2 separate regions of the Arabidopsis thaliana genome follow, and region 1 is linked to region 2. Evidence: chromatin contacts called from public targeted proximity ligation data. All regions are on one chromosome and are shown on one strand. The core of a region is the stretch at or near the end of the contact, and the rest is flanking DNA. Distances in the headings are between cores, read along the strand shown. Region 1 holds the start of PP2A-2 (protein phosphatase 2A-2). Region 2 holds the start of AT1G10320 (Zinc finger C-x8-C-x5-C-x3-H type family protein).

What was found.
Region 1: a targeted proximity ligation map of shoot shows a contact between it and region 2, with 13 read pairs. A contact is called at or near these places in 2 of 26 Hi-C or Micro-C datasets (leaf and root) and 1 of 2 datasets of targeted methods (shoot).

The regions. Positions count from the first base shown.
Region 1 is chr1:3,426,371-3,433,245 of TAIR10.1, forward strand. PP2A-2 (protein phosphatase 2A-2) reads right to left here and starts at 4,554. Exons shown (of 7, transcript NM_001331905.1): 1 at 4,531-4,554; 2 at 3,815-4,230; 3 at 3,344-3,458; 4 at 3,116-3,224; 5 at 2,959-3,036; 6 at 2,583-2,774; 7 at 2,108-2,508. The coding sequence starts at 4,067. The coding sequence ends at 2,335. SNL6 (paired amphipathic helix Sin3-like protein) reads left to right here and starts at 5,394. Exons shown (of 20, transcript NM_100919.5): 1 at 5,394-5,722; 2 at 5,906-6,016; 3 at 6,171-6,293; 4 at 6,409-6,589; 5 at 6,677-6,775. The coding sequence starts at 5,943. It overlaps AT1G10440 (a tRNA gene), which reads right to left and starts at 4,886; the gene lies at 4,815-4,886. AT1G10417 (RUN/FYVE domain protein) reads right to left here and starts at 1,161. Exons shown (of 12, transcript NM_001331902.1): 1 at 1,016-1,161; 2 at 859-903; 3 at 667-765; 4 at 484-594; 5 at 177-351; 6 at 10-66. The coding sequence starts at 1,087. It also overlaps the pseudogene AT1G10419.
Region 2 is chr1:3,385,913-3,392,586 of TAIR10.1, forward strand. It overlaps AT1G10320 (Zinc finger C-x8-C-x5-C-x3-H type family protein), which reads right to left and starts at 2,464. Exons shown (of 9, transcript NM_001331898.1): 1 at 2,057-2,464; 2 at 1,812-1,970; 3 at 1,596-1,727; 4 at 1,339-1,497; 5 at 462-554; 6 at 40-156. The coding sequence starts at 2,461. It overlaps AT1G10330 (Tetratricopeptide repeat (TPR)-like superfamily protein), which reads left to right and starts at 2,687. Exons shown (of 1, transcript NM_100907.2): 1 at 2,687-4,238. The coding sequence starts at 2,835. The coding sequence ends at 4,238. It overlaps AT1G10340 (Ankyrin repeat family protein), which reads right to left. Exons shown (of 3, transcript NM_100908.3): 1 at 6,134-6,674; 2 at 5,605-6,044; 3 at 4,410-5,423. The coding sequence starts at 6,569. The coding sequence ends at 4,563.

The DNA.
Region 1 (6,875 bases), core at 3,304-5,803, 43 kb after region 2:
GAAACTCACCTATAAACACTTTTTCATAAGTAGAGACATGGTCCATTTTCTCTTTCAAGCCAGTCACTGGATACAAGAAACAACAGAAACATAATCATTCTCTCAGGGGGAAGCCGTGTGAAAGCATTAGTACATATATTCAAGCAGAATTAGTCAGAGATCAGAGATCTACATGCCTACATCTTCTTTTTTATCCACAAGGCCCTGAACTTCATGTATGACCTTTTTAATTACTGATGCCTCTTTTTCAATTGAATCAAACAACGTAAGATGAGAGGTTATCTTCTCATGTAGCATGAGAATCTTCCTATCCCTGGCTTCAATTGAACACTTCATTTCACAAAACGACTCCTGCAAACACACCAGCATTTCACTAACTGAAGTTACACAGTTCCATATCATGGAGATGATTCTCTAAGCTATTTTTATCCCTTAGATATAGTATAAGATTTTGACAGGATTGAGATTTTATGAGAAAAGCACCTGGTAAGCATTTAAGAAACTTTCTCGCGATTGAAGCAAATTTTGGATAGTTGTCTTCAATTCACTCTGCTTGTTTTCCAGCAAACTATAGTCGTTCTGAAGATAACTCACCTGCAAAATCAATTAGAAACTTTCACTAACTCCATGTGAAATAGATTCGCAGAAGAGAAGAATCTTCCAAACCTTTCTCTCGAGTGCCTCCTGTGTTTCTCTAGAAGAAGCTAAATCAGCTTGAAGCTCCTGCACTTTCCTGATGCAGTCCTCCTCCGTTTGCTTCTGTTTCTGTAGCGAAAGCACCAAACAAAATGATCACCATCTACGAATCAGAAACGAAACAAAAACGAGAGCTATGAACAGTAACATTGATCGAAGAACCTGATTCGCAAGAGTAATGTGATCTGTGACTGATCGCTCCCTTTCCTGCAAAAACGCCGGTAGTAAAGTGGAAGAAGACGAAGAAGAAGAAGAGAGAAACTGGTGGAGCGAAGAAGATACACAATCCATAGATGTATAGAAACCTCTTTCTCCTTACACGCAGATCTCGCACTTCTCCGATCATTGACTGAAGCTGCAATTTGAATTTTGACAACTTGAGCATCTCCATTTTTGGTTGGTTTCTTCCTCCGATTTTGAATTTCGACCGCCAGAAAATCTCTTCTTTGTGGAAAAAAAATCAATGTCAACGAGAGGAAAATTAGGTCGTCGGAATTGTCAAACTAATAGTTTAGTTAACGACAAAAAAAAAGAAAAATAGCCCAGGCCCAGGTTAGTTTAATTTATTCTATATGGGCCCAGTAAATAAACATATACTATTCATTAGCCAATGGAGAACATAAATCCAACTTATCGTAACTATCATAATTCATTACCAGTGGCAGATTTAAAATATATTTTATTAAAATATATTTTTATAAAAAGAGAGAAACACTATTTCCAAATATCTATCTAAACTTCATAATATAGCTGACTATATTTTTATTTTCAGCTATTACATTATTAAAATAGTATAAACGGTAATCTTATATATACAGTAGACTTTTTGGCCAAAAATCTCTATACTATTTCATCCCTACACAGTTTACCTTTCATATGGTTCTTCCAGAGTCACACAGATGCAACTCATTAAAAAAACATAAGGTACTTGGAGATCAACTGAAGATAACAAATGAGCTCACACCAGATAGTTCAAGAGATTCACATGCATAAGGCGGATAGTAGCAATGCAGATCAACTGGAGATAACGAATGAGCTCACACCAGAAGAAGCGAGAAGCTATGCGATATCCCAATTGCCTCGGGAAATCTCAAAGCACATTCGTTTTGCCTTCGACTCACCTGGTTATGAACCGTTCTTTGCTTCTCAACTGGGTATATACGCACCACAGAAAGCGTGGGATGTGGCTAGAAGAGCCAGCATGAGGTCACGAGCCAAAGCATCAAAGAAGAATTGAAAGGAGAAGCAGAAAATAGATATGAGTTGTGTTGTACATTTAGGCTGTCACACCATACTGGAAGTTTTGTTAGGCCAGTATTGGAAATATGTAGAAATCTTCGGTTTGGCGTCTTTGTTTGTAATGCATTTAGTTTTCAAAGTCTTTATTCTGGGGTATTTAGGCACAAATGAGAAGACAAACGCTCAATTTTATAGATATAGAAGCCTCTCCTACAAACTTTTTTATAGCAATCACCTCAACAACAGAAAAAAATGATGTGTTTCTTTTTTTCTAGGGGAAATTCGAACTCCACTTAGAAAAAAGAAGAGAAAAGGGCACATCTACAATGATACATAGGCAATAAAACTGGAACTTCAAAAAATTATATATGGTCGGGACCACAAAAAAAAACAGAGAAATCACAAAAAATAATCAGGGGTCTTCCGAGTAGTATCAGGTTCAACTTGTCGAGGAGCTGGATCGAACTGGAGGAAGTTTTGCTCCATGTTCTCTCCTATCTCTAGAATGGCAGCCATGTTTCCACACCGGTAGCAATAGTTTGGTGCACTAAACACAGTCACCACATTCTTATCCTGTTACCATACAAAGGAGAGATCAACGATTCAATCTGAGAGAGAGACTAATCATGCCGTAAGAATGTTCATACCTGACACCAGTTAAAACCTTCCATGACAAGTTGATGCGCTCTTGATATGAGACTTAGTCCATTGTTGTGATTAAATTGAGCTGCGATATCCTGTCCAAATGTATAACCAGCACCTCGTGGAGATATTCCCCATCCACATCGATCATCAGGATCAGACCATAATAAATCACACATAGGTCCTTCGTGTGGAACCTACAGATCACACATCATACATAGTTCAAAGAGCTGAACAATAAGATGTCATAAAAAATTCCAAACGTTTGTGCTCTTTGTAATTGTATCTTAAGTAGAGACAAGACACTGAGACCCAGGAAGGACTCATAACTCTTCCAACTAAGTCCACACTAAGGCCTTTAGCAGAGAACAAGAAGGTTACCTCCTGTATCCGATCCAAGCTTCGGATATTATCAAGAGTATCCAGAGAAGGTGAAAGCCCTCCATGCAAACAGAAAACCTACAAAATTTGATGAAGTCAAAAAGCTGTACTTAGAAAAAGATGTATCAAACACCAACTGAGAAAGAACAGCTCTAACCTGACTCTCTATGAGGGCGGTAAGAGGAAGATAATCGAAAAGGTCTGTAAAATACTTCCAGACGTTAGCATTTCCGTACTTCCTCAAGCATTCGTCATAAAAACCATAGCTGAAACAGAGAAGCAAAACATGCATCAAAACAGGATAGTACTTTGCTGATCAGCCAGAAACCAATGAAGAAAAGTACGATTCGCTCAAATATAAGCTTATTTCAAAACAAAAGCTTACACTTGAGTAATCTGCCGACTCTCGTGATTCCCTCGTAAGATTGTAAGTCTATCCCTGTATCGCACTTTTAGTGCCACCAATAGAGAAACTGTCTCTACTGAATAGTAGCCACGATCTGCAAAGAACAAAGCAAGACAATGAGAAACCAACAACACTCCTTTTAAACTAAATCTAGCTGTCACCATCTTATGGTACACCAACGAATGGTTAAAGTTCCAAGGATCTAAAGACTAGAATTCAAGGGAAGTGCAATAATGAAAGTGAGCATCAACAAGTCTCTATATTGGGAAGTTTCAGTACCTACCATTCCAAAAAAAAACAGAACCCACAAGTAACTCACTCTAGATAAATAAAAAGGTGGATACTTTTCCAAGAATTCACCATTTTGGAATGATCCAAAAACACAGATCTAAAATGAGAAAAAAAAGTAAAAACCCCAAAAATAAAATCGAAAGAAGAAGAAAGACAGACCTACATAGTCTCCCATGAAGAGGTAGTTAGTATCAGGAGCGTTGCCACCGATACGAAAGAGCTCAATAAGGTCATAAAACTGGCCGTGAATATCGCCGCAAACGGTAACAGGACACTTCACCGGCTGAACATTATATTCCTCGACAAGGATCGCTCTCGCTTGATCGCAAAGCGTCCTCACATCCGCCTCCGATAACGGTTTACACTCCATCAGCTGCTCGATCTGACGGTCCAGATCTCCGTTCGACGGCATCTTGAAAAGCCACCACCGATCCTATATACGAAAATTACGGCGGATAAAGAAGATGAATCGCCGGAGAATCTATCGGCCAGAGCTAAGATATCCGAATCGGAGAGATCAAATCCTCCTAGCTTCTCTGGTCTTCGATAGTTCGATGTCTCTCTCTCTCACCTGGCTGAGAAAAAATGGATATTCGTTTTTTTTTTTTAAAGACTAAAAGTGGGTCGTGTCCAAATAGACAAAGTATAAATGTTTTATGACCCGGTTAAGGTTCGGTTTTGTGTTAATTTTATTAGTCTCGCCAATTGTTATAAAACTTATGATTGTTTTTTTTCTTTGGTTCAAAATAAAATTTTGAGTTTTAGTTGTTTTTTCTTCTGTTAAATTCGTTGGTGTTTTCAACTTAATTCTAGTTGTTTTCGGTCAAATTATCAAAAAAAAAAATGAAAAAAAAAAGAGAGAATTGAGACCAAACCGGATCGGATTTGAATTGTGAACCGTTACACGTGGGTAGTTGGAGCAGAGCTATTGTCATTTGAACTTGTCTAAACGATAAGTATATATGGACAAATCATCTCCTCCTCTCATCCGGTAATTATAATTAGTCAACTAATGTTTTCATATTATGTTTTAGATTTGACAAATTTGCTTTTAAGTTTTTAATGTTGACATGATCGTCGACTATGAGGCAAGTTCCTCGTCGAACAAATGGGCCTGGAGAATCTGGTAGAGCGGCCCATGGTAACAAAAATAAAAGAAGGGGCGTTCCGAGAATTGAACTCGGGACCTCTCGCACCCTAAGCGAGAATCATACCACTAGACCAAACGCCCATTGATGATAGCTCTGACAATACATATTTATATTTAGAAAACATTTTGAACCATTAATTTTGCTATTAAATTGATGCAAATCAAACCTAATTAAAGTTTATCATCTAACACAGTATGAAAATTCATAGACCAAACATTTTTCCCTTGCATATTCTTCCCACTTGTAAGAAAATGTGACCGAGCTTTTTAGGTAAAATTAGGATATTATACTTTACTTACTACAAACGAATATTAATAAACCAGATTTAGTTTGAATAGACTGGAATATTATGTTTCGTTTTTATAACCTTAAATCAAATCCTCACTTACGCATAGGTAATGAAAGTTGAAAGAAAAAAAACCCTAACTCTGCTTTTTACTTGGTTTTTGATTTACATAATATTAAACCGGTAAGTTTGATTTGGAATTGAAAAATAAACCAATTTCGTACGTAACCTTCCATTTAGCTCCGAAGGTTCTGATTACATACAGACATGAAGATTTCTTTGGGTATATAAGCAAAACAAGCTCCTCTCTTTTTCTTCTTCTTCCTCGTTCCGTTGCCTTACCCTCTTCCCTCCTCCGCTTCCAAAATCAGCGAGAGAGGGAGACACATAGAGAGACAGAGAGATTGCTCCTAATCAGAAGCAATCTCACCATTGAATCATCTATTTTCTACCAAAAGGAAGCTTCTTTTGCTTTTCATTTTGCCAAGTTTCCGTCTAAATCTCTCTACTTTAAAACTCCGGCGGCCAACGTTTCCACCGATCCTCCGACTTCTTTCCGAGTTTCATCTTCTAACAAAGGAACGAAGAAGCTCTCTTCACCGTTTGAGTAACGTGATCCGGTCTACAAAGGTTTTAAATCAAAATCTCTTGCTCAGAATTTTTCCTCGTTTTTTGTGATTTCTCTTAAGATTTTCCGATGAGAGATCTATTACTTGGGACAACGATTCCGAGCTATTTCTCTTGGCTTGGACTATTTCCACGGTTCTTAGTTTGGTTTGGCTTCTTAAAAGCCTCTTTTTTTTGTTCTTCCAGAAATCAGTCTGCGGGAGAAAGTGGAAGAAGACTGAAGATGAAGAGAGCTAGAGAAGATGTTCACACTGACACTCAAAAGCGAAAGCCTGAAGTTTCGTCTCGAGGAGAAACGTAACTCTCTTACTCGATAAACCCAATTTTTTATTGTTTGTTCTTTTCAATTTTACATTTGTTCGGTAGTCCACAAGTTATATTCTTCAATGTAGTTTGATGCAATTGAAATGTGTAAGAGTATTTGAAAGTTACATGTGTTTGTGCTATGCAGAAACAAGCTACCTCGAACCATCGATGCCCTAACGTATCTCAAAGCTGTGAAGGATATTTTTCACGACAATAAAGAGAAATATGAGTCATTCCTGGAGCTCATGAAGGAGTTCAAAGCTCAGACGTATTTTTACTTCGCTTCTCTTCTTGTTTAGTTTCATTTTGCCTTTCTTATGTGTTGTATTGTGGATGTCACATTGTGAACTGCGTATACTCATGGTGTCTTATCTTGGTTGCAGAATCGACACTAATGGTGTCATAGAAAGGATTAAAGTGTTGTTCAAGGGTTACAGGGACCTACTTTTGGGTTTTAATACTTTCTTGCCCAAAGGGTATAAAATAACCCTTCTGCCAGAGGAAGAGAAGCCTAAGATCCGGGTGGATTTCAAAGACGCTATCGGTTTCGTCACCAAGATTAAGGTATGGATGTAATATGGTACTAAATGGCATACTAAGGTAATGATGATTTATATCAGTTAAGGTTTACTGGGGTTTCTACTTTTGCAGACGAGGTTTGGAGATGATGAACATGCGTATAAACGGTTTCTAGACATCTTGAACTTGTATAGAAAGGAGAAAAAGTCCATCTCTGAGGTCTACGAAGAGGTATGTTTTTTTATTACTGCACAGAGTGTTAATTCTTCTGATTTTCTGCTTCACATTTTATTTGTTAGAGTCACAGTTTTTAGTGTATTTCTCTGATATC
Region 2 (6,674 bases), core at 1,214-3,713:
TGAAAGGAAGTGGTAAACGTCTCCAGAGAAACAGTGTACCTGTTTACCCGCAAAGTATCGACCATTAATGGACTGGTAAGCAAGAATAGCTGATTCTAGTGATCTGTAGTGGACATATACATTGCCCTTCAAATGGAATGAGCCATTTCTACACACCTGAAATGGATATGAAATTTTGTTTTTGAGAAAAGAAAGGGTGGGACAAAAAGTCGGGAGACAACACATATCTACCAACAGGTTTATTCTCAAAGATACAGCTGGTCATTTGATAGTGAATAAAAGATGCCCGGAATCACTAATTTTCAAAATGGCTAGCCTCTAGTGTTGCTTGCAGATTCAAGAACATACATTCGGATTTGGTATAAAATGAATCTATGGCTGATAATGGAAAGTAAGAAAAAAAGAGGAGGAAGAGGAAATGAAGGAAAGGGAGGAGAGGGAGCAGAAGAGAATCGACAGACCTTGAAATTAACAAGTTCTCCATACTTTAGGAACTCTGTATGAACATCTTCATAAAATTCTTCATAACAGAGTTCAGCCTCCTCATCTGTATACTGCAAGGAAGGCGGGAAAAGAGAAAGAGAGTAAATTAAAGTAAGTAACTAAAACCAAGGAAGCCAGGTAAATATAATGCAGGTGATGCTAGTTTTAACATCAAGTATACCAGGATAGCTACAGCCTTACTAAATTATAACTGCATTAGTTTCTGTTCAGATACTACAAGCCCAAAGCAGCCAGCATGCATGAAAAGACACTGTTCTGTTCTTAATTTAGGAAAATCAAGCAATTCTGCGATAAATCATTTGTCGCTCCCACGAGCAAATTAGAAGACACTCAAAGAACAAGATATAAGACACCAACAAACAAGTGGGAAATTGACAAAACATTCTAGAAATCTATAGCTACAAATATACAAACACCAAGTTAAACTAAGTTTGTCTCTAGTACTGCTATCAAGGCAAGAGAGGGCACAAATACAAAGGCCCATAGTTTCTGTGATCGAGATAGCAATCACATAATAACTAATCTATCAATCAGGTAGGATACAAAGAAGTGAACCGCAACTCCAATCCCGCCCAGGTTATAATCATGCACCTCCACTGAAGGGAAACCATCAATGTCTGATGTAAGTTAAAGAAGATAGTAACGAGAATAAAGAAACAAACCGCAGAATTCTGTAAATTCAAGAGCACGCAGCAAAACAAAACAAAACAGAAAAGAGGCAGAGGAACTGTAGTAAGTTTGATTCAGATAATGAAAGCCGAGAGTAATACTGTAATAGAGAAGAACTAATAATTATCAGGATACTAGCATCAGGAGATGACAGCGGTTACAGACCTCAAGCCCCTCATCCTGTTCCCAAGTAATACCAGGACCATTATACATGTTCTTCATAAGTAGAGTGCACGATTTATTGGGGTAGAAATGAACTCTGCTGCAACGCTGGCCAAACCGACAAGCTCCAGTTTTCAAATGGAAAGGACAATGAGCTTTATCCTGGAGAATGAGAGAACAAACAAAGCCAAATTACTAAAAGGAACATAAGAATGATACATAAAACTAATACCATCTCAATCAAGGGATACAACAAGCACCTGCTCAGTTCCAAAGTTGGGTACTTCTTGTGCAACACTCTCCAATATCTGTTGCGCAGAACTAACATTCTGATAATTGGCTGAAGCTTCACTTCCCGGAGGTAGAGGATTTGAAGTAGGCCTGTCAGAAATCTGCAAAACAAACTCCGCATTGGAACTCTACACAAAAATCAAAACACTGAAGATGGTATGTTCACCTAGATGATGGTCAATTACCTCGTGTCCATCGACCTGAACAACCGATTTCTTTGGAACTCTCACTTTGTTCTTTTTGAGAATGATCTCATTTCCCTGGAATATAATTTCTGGAGGTCCTTCTTCGATATATTCATATTCACCATCCTCATCCTCACCACACTCATCATTCCCACTAGCCTACCAAGAGAAGCACAAAAGTGAGCTCGATATAGCATTAACACGATATGAATAAGAAATTGACAACAATCAACAAAGCACACTACCTCAAGCTTTCTCAACTCTTCTAGATCCTTCCAACGCCTCTCTTCCTCTTCCCGCTTCGCTTCCTCTTCCTCCTCTTTCTTCCTCTTGATCTCCATAGCTTCTCTCCAAGCTCTTTCACTCTCCTCAAAGTCCTTCAACTCCTTTTCTCTCCTCCGCGCATCCTCTTCCTCAATCGCCTTCAATCTCTCCTGTTCCGCCGGATCGTTTAACTTAGCCTTCGCTTCCTCCCTCTCCTTCGCCGCAATCTCCTTCCTCACTTGCTTCCTCTTCAATTTCTTCATCGCTTTTCGCTTCTCCTTACGACTCATCTCCGCCGCTTTCTCTTTACTCTCTTCAAAACTTTCCTTCTCTCCCGCCGCTTCTTCGTGTCGCTCTTCTTCTTCCTTTTCGTTTGCTTGCTCCATTTTTTTCCCGGTAGCGTTAACCTCTGGCTTCACGGTGGTGGAAACAGAATTTAATTTAGGGGTGCAAATTCGGTTAGTTTGAACCGAAACGGTATAGTGAAGAAATCGAAATAAAAATGGATTAAACCATACTAAACCGGAGACCCCTAGTTGGTTCACCTATTGACCTCGGAGACTCCAAATTGCTCGCCGGAGCTCTCGAAATCAGAAAACTTTCATCCTCTTGTAGCTCAAGCCGATTGACAATTTCTCCACTTTCAGATATTTGATTTGTAACTTTCTCATTGAAATTCAAAATCATTCTCCATCTTCTACAACGAGGTCTCGTCTTTTTGTTTTGCTTTGTAGATTGCTTAATCTTTGTGCAAATTGTATGCGTTGTACTTCCTTCTCAAGTTTCAGTTTGTCTCTTGAAGACGCACTTCATCTTCTCCAACGTTTCTTATACTCCTCAAACCAGATTAAGCAGATTCACACAGTTCTTTTGACCAGCAACGCATTGGTTGCTTCGAGATGGAAGACGAAATGCGTCTACAACACTCTCATTCGATCCTATCTCACTACAGGAGAATACAAGACTTCTCTTGCTCTCTTCACTCATATGCTTGCAAGCCATGTCCAACCAAATAACCTCACTTTCCCTTCTCTGATTAAAGCAGCTTGCTCATCTTTCTCTGTTTCTTATGGCGTTGCCTTACATGGCCAAGCTCTTAAACGGGGTTTTCTATGGGATCCATTTGTTCAGACTTCTTTTGTCCGGTTCTATGGTGAAGTTGGTGATTTGGAGAGCTCGAGGAAGATGTTTGATGATATTTTAAACCCTTGTGTTGTAGCTTGTAACAGTTTGCTTGACGCTTGTGGAAGAAACGGAGAGATGGATTATGCTTTCGAGTATTTTCAGAGAATGCCTGTAACTGATGTGGTCTCTTGGACCACTGTTATCAACGGGTTTAGTAAGAAAGGGTTACACGCCAAAGCTTTAATGGTTTTTGGTGAGATGATACAGAATGAGCGTGCGGTAATAACACCTAACGAGGCTACTTTCGTAAGTGTACTTTCTTCATGTGCTAATTTTGATCAAGGAGGTATTCGACTGGGGAAGCAGATTCATGGATATGTTATGAGTAAAGAGATCATTCTTACTACAACTTTGGGTACTGCTTTGCTTGATATGTATGGAAAAGCCGGTGACTTGGAGATGGCATTGACCATTTTTGATCAAATTCGTGATAAGAAAGTTTGCGCTTGGAATGCGATAATATCAGCTCTTGCCTCCAATGGTAGACCTAAGCAAGCGCTGGAGATGTTTGAGATGATGAAATCAAGCTATGTGCATCCGAATGGGATCACTTTACTTGCAATACTCACGGCTTGTGCTCGATCTAAACTTGTGGATTTAGGTATTCAGTTGTTCTCTTCTATATGTAGCGAGTACAAGATCATTCCAACATCAGAACATTACGGTTGCGTTGTTGATCTCATTGGCAGAGCTGGACTATTGGTTGACGCAGCCAATTTCATTCAAAGTTTGCCCTTCGAGCCTGATGCTTCTGTTCTCGGAGCTCTTTTGGGCGCTTGCAAGATTCATGAGAATACTGAATTAGGAAATACAGTAGGTAAACAGCTTATTGGACTGCAACCTCAACACTGTGGCCAGTATGTGGCATTGTCGACGTTCAATGCTTTGGATAGCAATTGGTCAGAAGCAGAAAAAATGAGGAAAGCCATGATAGAAGCTGGAATTCGGAAAATCCCTGCTTACAGTGTGCTGACTTAAAGCTTGAGACGTGAGAATAGATTGTTTCAGACAAGAGTTACTGTCTAGTGTAATCTCTGTTCTGTTCTGTTCATGTTATGTCCGTAACATTGATCTAATTTAGTTCTGTGAATCTCTTGCTCCTTTAGGTTCATGTTTAGGGTTTGCAGTAATCTCATGAGCCGAACAATAGGAGAAAGCAAACGAGACATTTCACTCACTGACTTGAAGAACAAAACAATGTCTCTTTTTACAAGATAACACAGTTCCTAAGAAAGACTTAATCCAACACTTTACACATACACAATTACACAGGTTACAGGGAAATTAGAAAACCAGTTTTTCTTAATAGGTGAAATAGCCTGATTTTCCGGAGACGGCTAAATCTGAACTGGTTCTTGCAAAGGAAGGTATATTATCCCCTACACGATTCATCTTCTTAAACCAATGACCGATGGTCTCAACTCCGAGATAGAAAAAGAGTACGGTCAACGCTCCACCAGCAACGGCTACAATTGCTGGAAATAACCATTGTGTTCCATGATAATGCGGTATGGTCACCCAAGACGCCGCTATATAAGCCGTCGCCATGAAACCTACAGAAACCCACATCATCCTATGCGTGGCCACCAATAATCTCTTTAAGGGTTTCCTCTTGTAAGGTATGATGCTAACAAGAAGAATAACGATGCCCAAGGACGTGAACAGTGCGATGTTGTTGCATATCGCAAAGACCTTAAACGCCGTTGTTTTCCCCACTAAGGATTTCCCTCTCCATGGCCCGTCTTGGTAGACGCCCCCCGGAGGGTTTATCCCACCGGCATAAGCAACTGAAGCAATCAAGACTGCCACTATAGCAATCGTATTTCTTGCATTCTGTAATGCTTCTATATGCATCTGATATTCCAAGTTCTGACGACCTCTTTCCACTTCCTGTTCCTTGCTTCTCTTTCTCTCTGCTATCTCTGATGTGTTTATTCCTATAATCCTTAGCAACCGTATTACCTCGACCTCTTGAGAGCCTTCGTGTTGTTCTACATTGTTCTCAGAATCCAGCTCTTGTGAAGTCTCGGTACCAAATCTCAGCCACCTTGATAACAACTCAAAGTCTTGGGCTTCTCGAGGGAGAAGTTGAAAAGCTTCAAAACCCATCTTGTTCTTGGACGTGATATCTACTATATTCTTACCAACAATGTAACGTATAAGCTGCAATTTATTCAGTAAATATGTGAGAAGAAATACCACTAAAAGAATTATGAGAAGAAACACCACTAATAAATAGAATATGTGCCATCTTTTAGTAATGTAATCCTAACATAGAGTACATGGGAAGTCAAATTTTGTAACTAAAAATTTAAAGGAGAGAGCGTCACAGAAAACTACTCACAGGAGCATCAAAAGAGACGGATGCAGCAATATGTAAGACAGTGTTGCCACTTTCATCGGTTTGCTGTAGAAGAATTTGGCTGTTAATTCCCAAACTCTCTGCCATAAAAACAAAGGCATCCATATTTTTGTTTCGAGCAGCGAGATGAAAGACTGTCTCTTTCGACGGCGTGATTGAGCTGAAAGACAATGGAACCTTGTCCAAGAACTCCTCCAGGATCACAACCGAGCCTCTGAGGACCGCAAGATGCAGAGGTGATAAACCATTGGGGTTAAGTGCTTCTTCTAATCCTTGATCGAGCCCTAACAATATAGTTGTCAGTTCAAAGTCTCCCTTATCACACGCATGATGCAGTAGCGTTGATTGTGAGCCGTCTTCAACCACCCAAGCTTCTTCCCTAGCTAGGTCTGGGAATCTCTCCAGTATAGTCCCTACGATACCTGCTCAAGGATCCAAACACAGTAGTAGTGAGCTAGTGATTTTTACACAAGATTACGAAAAATGTTGAGCGCGCACTAGAAAAACTTACTAGTGGATCCACTTGATATGGCGAGAATGAGTTCACCGAGGCCAATTGATTGTGTCTTTTCCGCGATGAGTCTGGCAGCCTCTATGGAATTGCTACGGCAAGCCAAGTGGAGTGGTGTGTGGTTGTTGATATTGCGTGCAGAACACACTTCCAATCCAGTCTCTAACATCTGCATAACTATGTTTACATCTCCAAGGATAGCAGCAAGATGCAAAGGTGTGTTTCTGTATGCGTTGCGGGAAGACACGAGGGAAGGTCGGAGCTCAATAATCTTGGAGACGAGTTCTCGGTGACCAAACTTTGCAGCCATGTGCAAAACCGTGTTGTTCAAGTGTTCTTCCTCGTTTCTCTCCTCCAGAGACGATTCACTATCTTCTACCAACTCTAAAAAAGCTGGAAGGTCATTTTTAAGGATCGCATGGAAGATCGGCTGCATCTTTTCTCAAGAAATCTAGAGCAAAGTATGGAAGTTCTTACTCTGGGAGGGAGATTTCAAGTGGTTATATCTTTTTATGATGACTCAAATAGACCATGTATATGT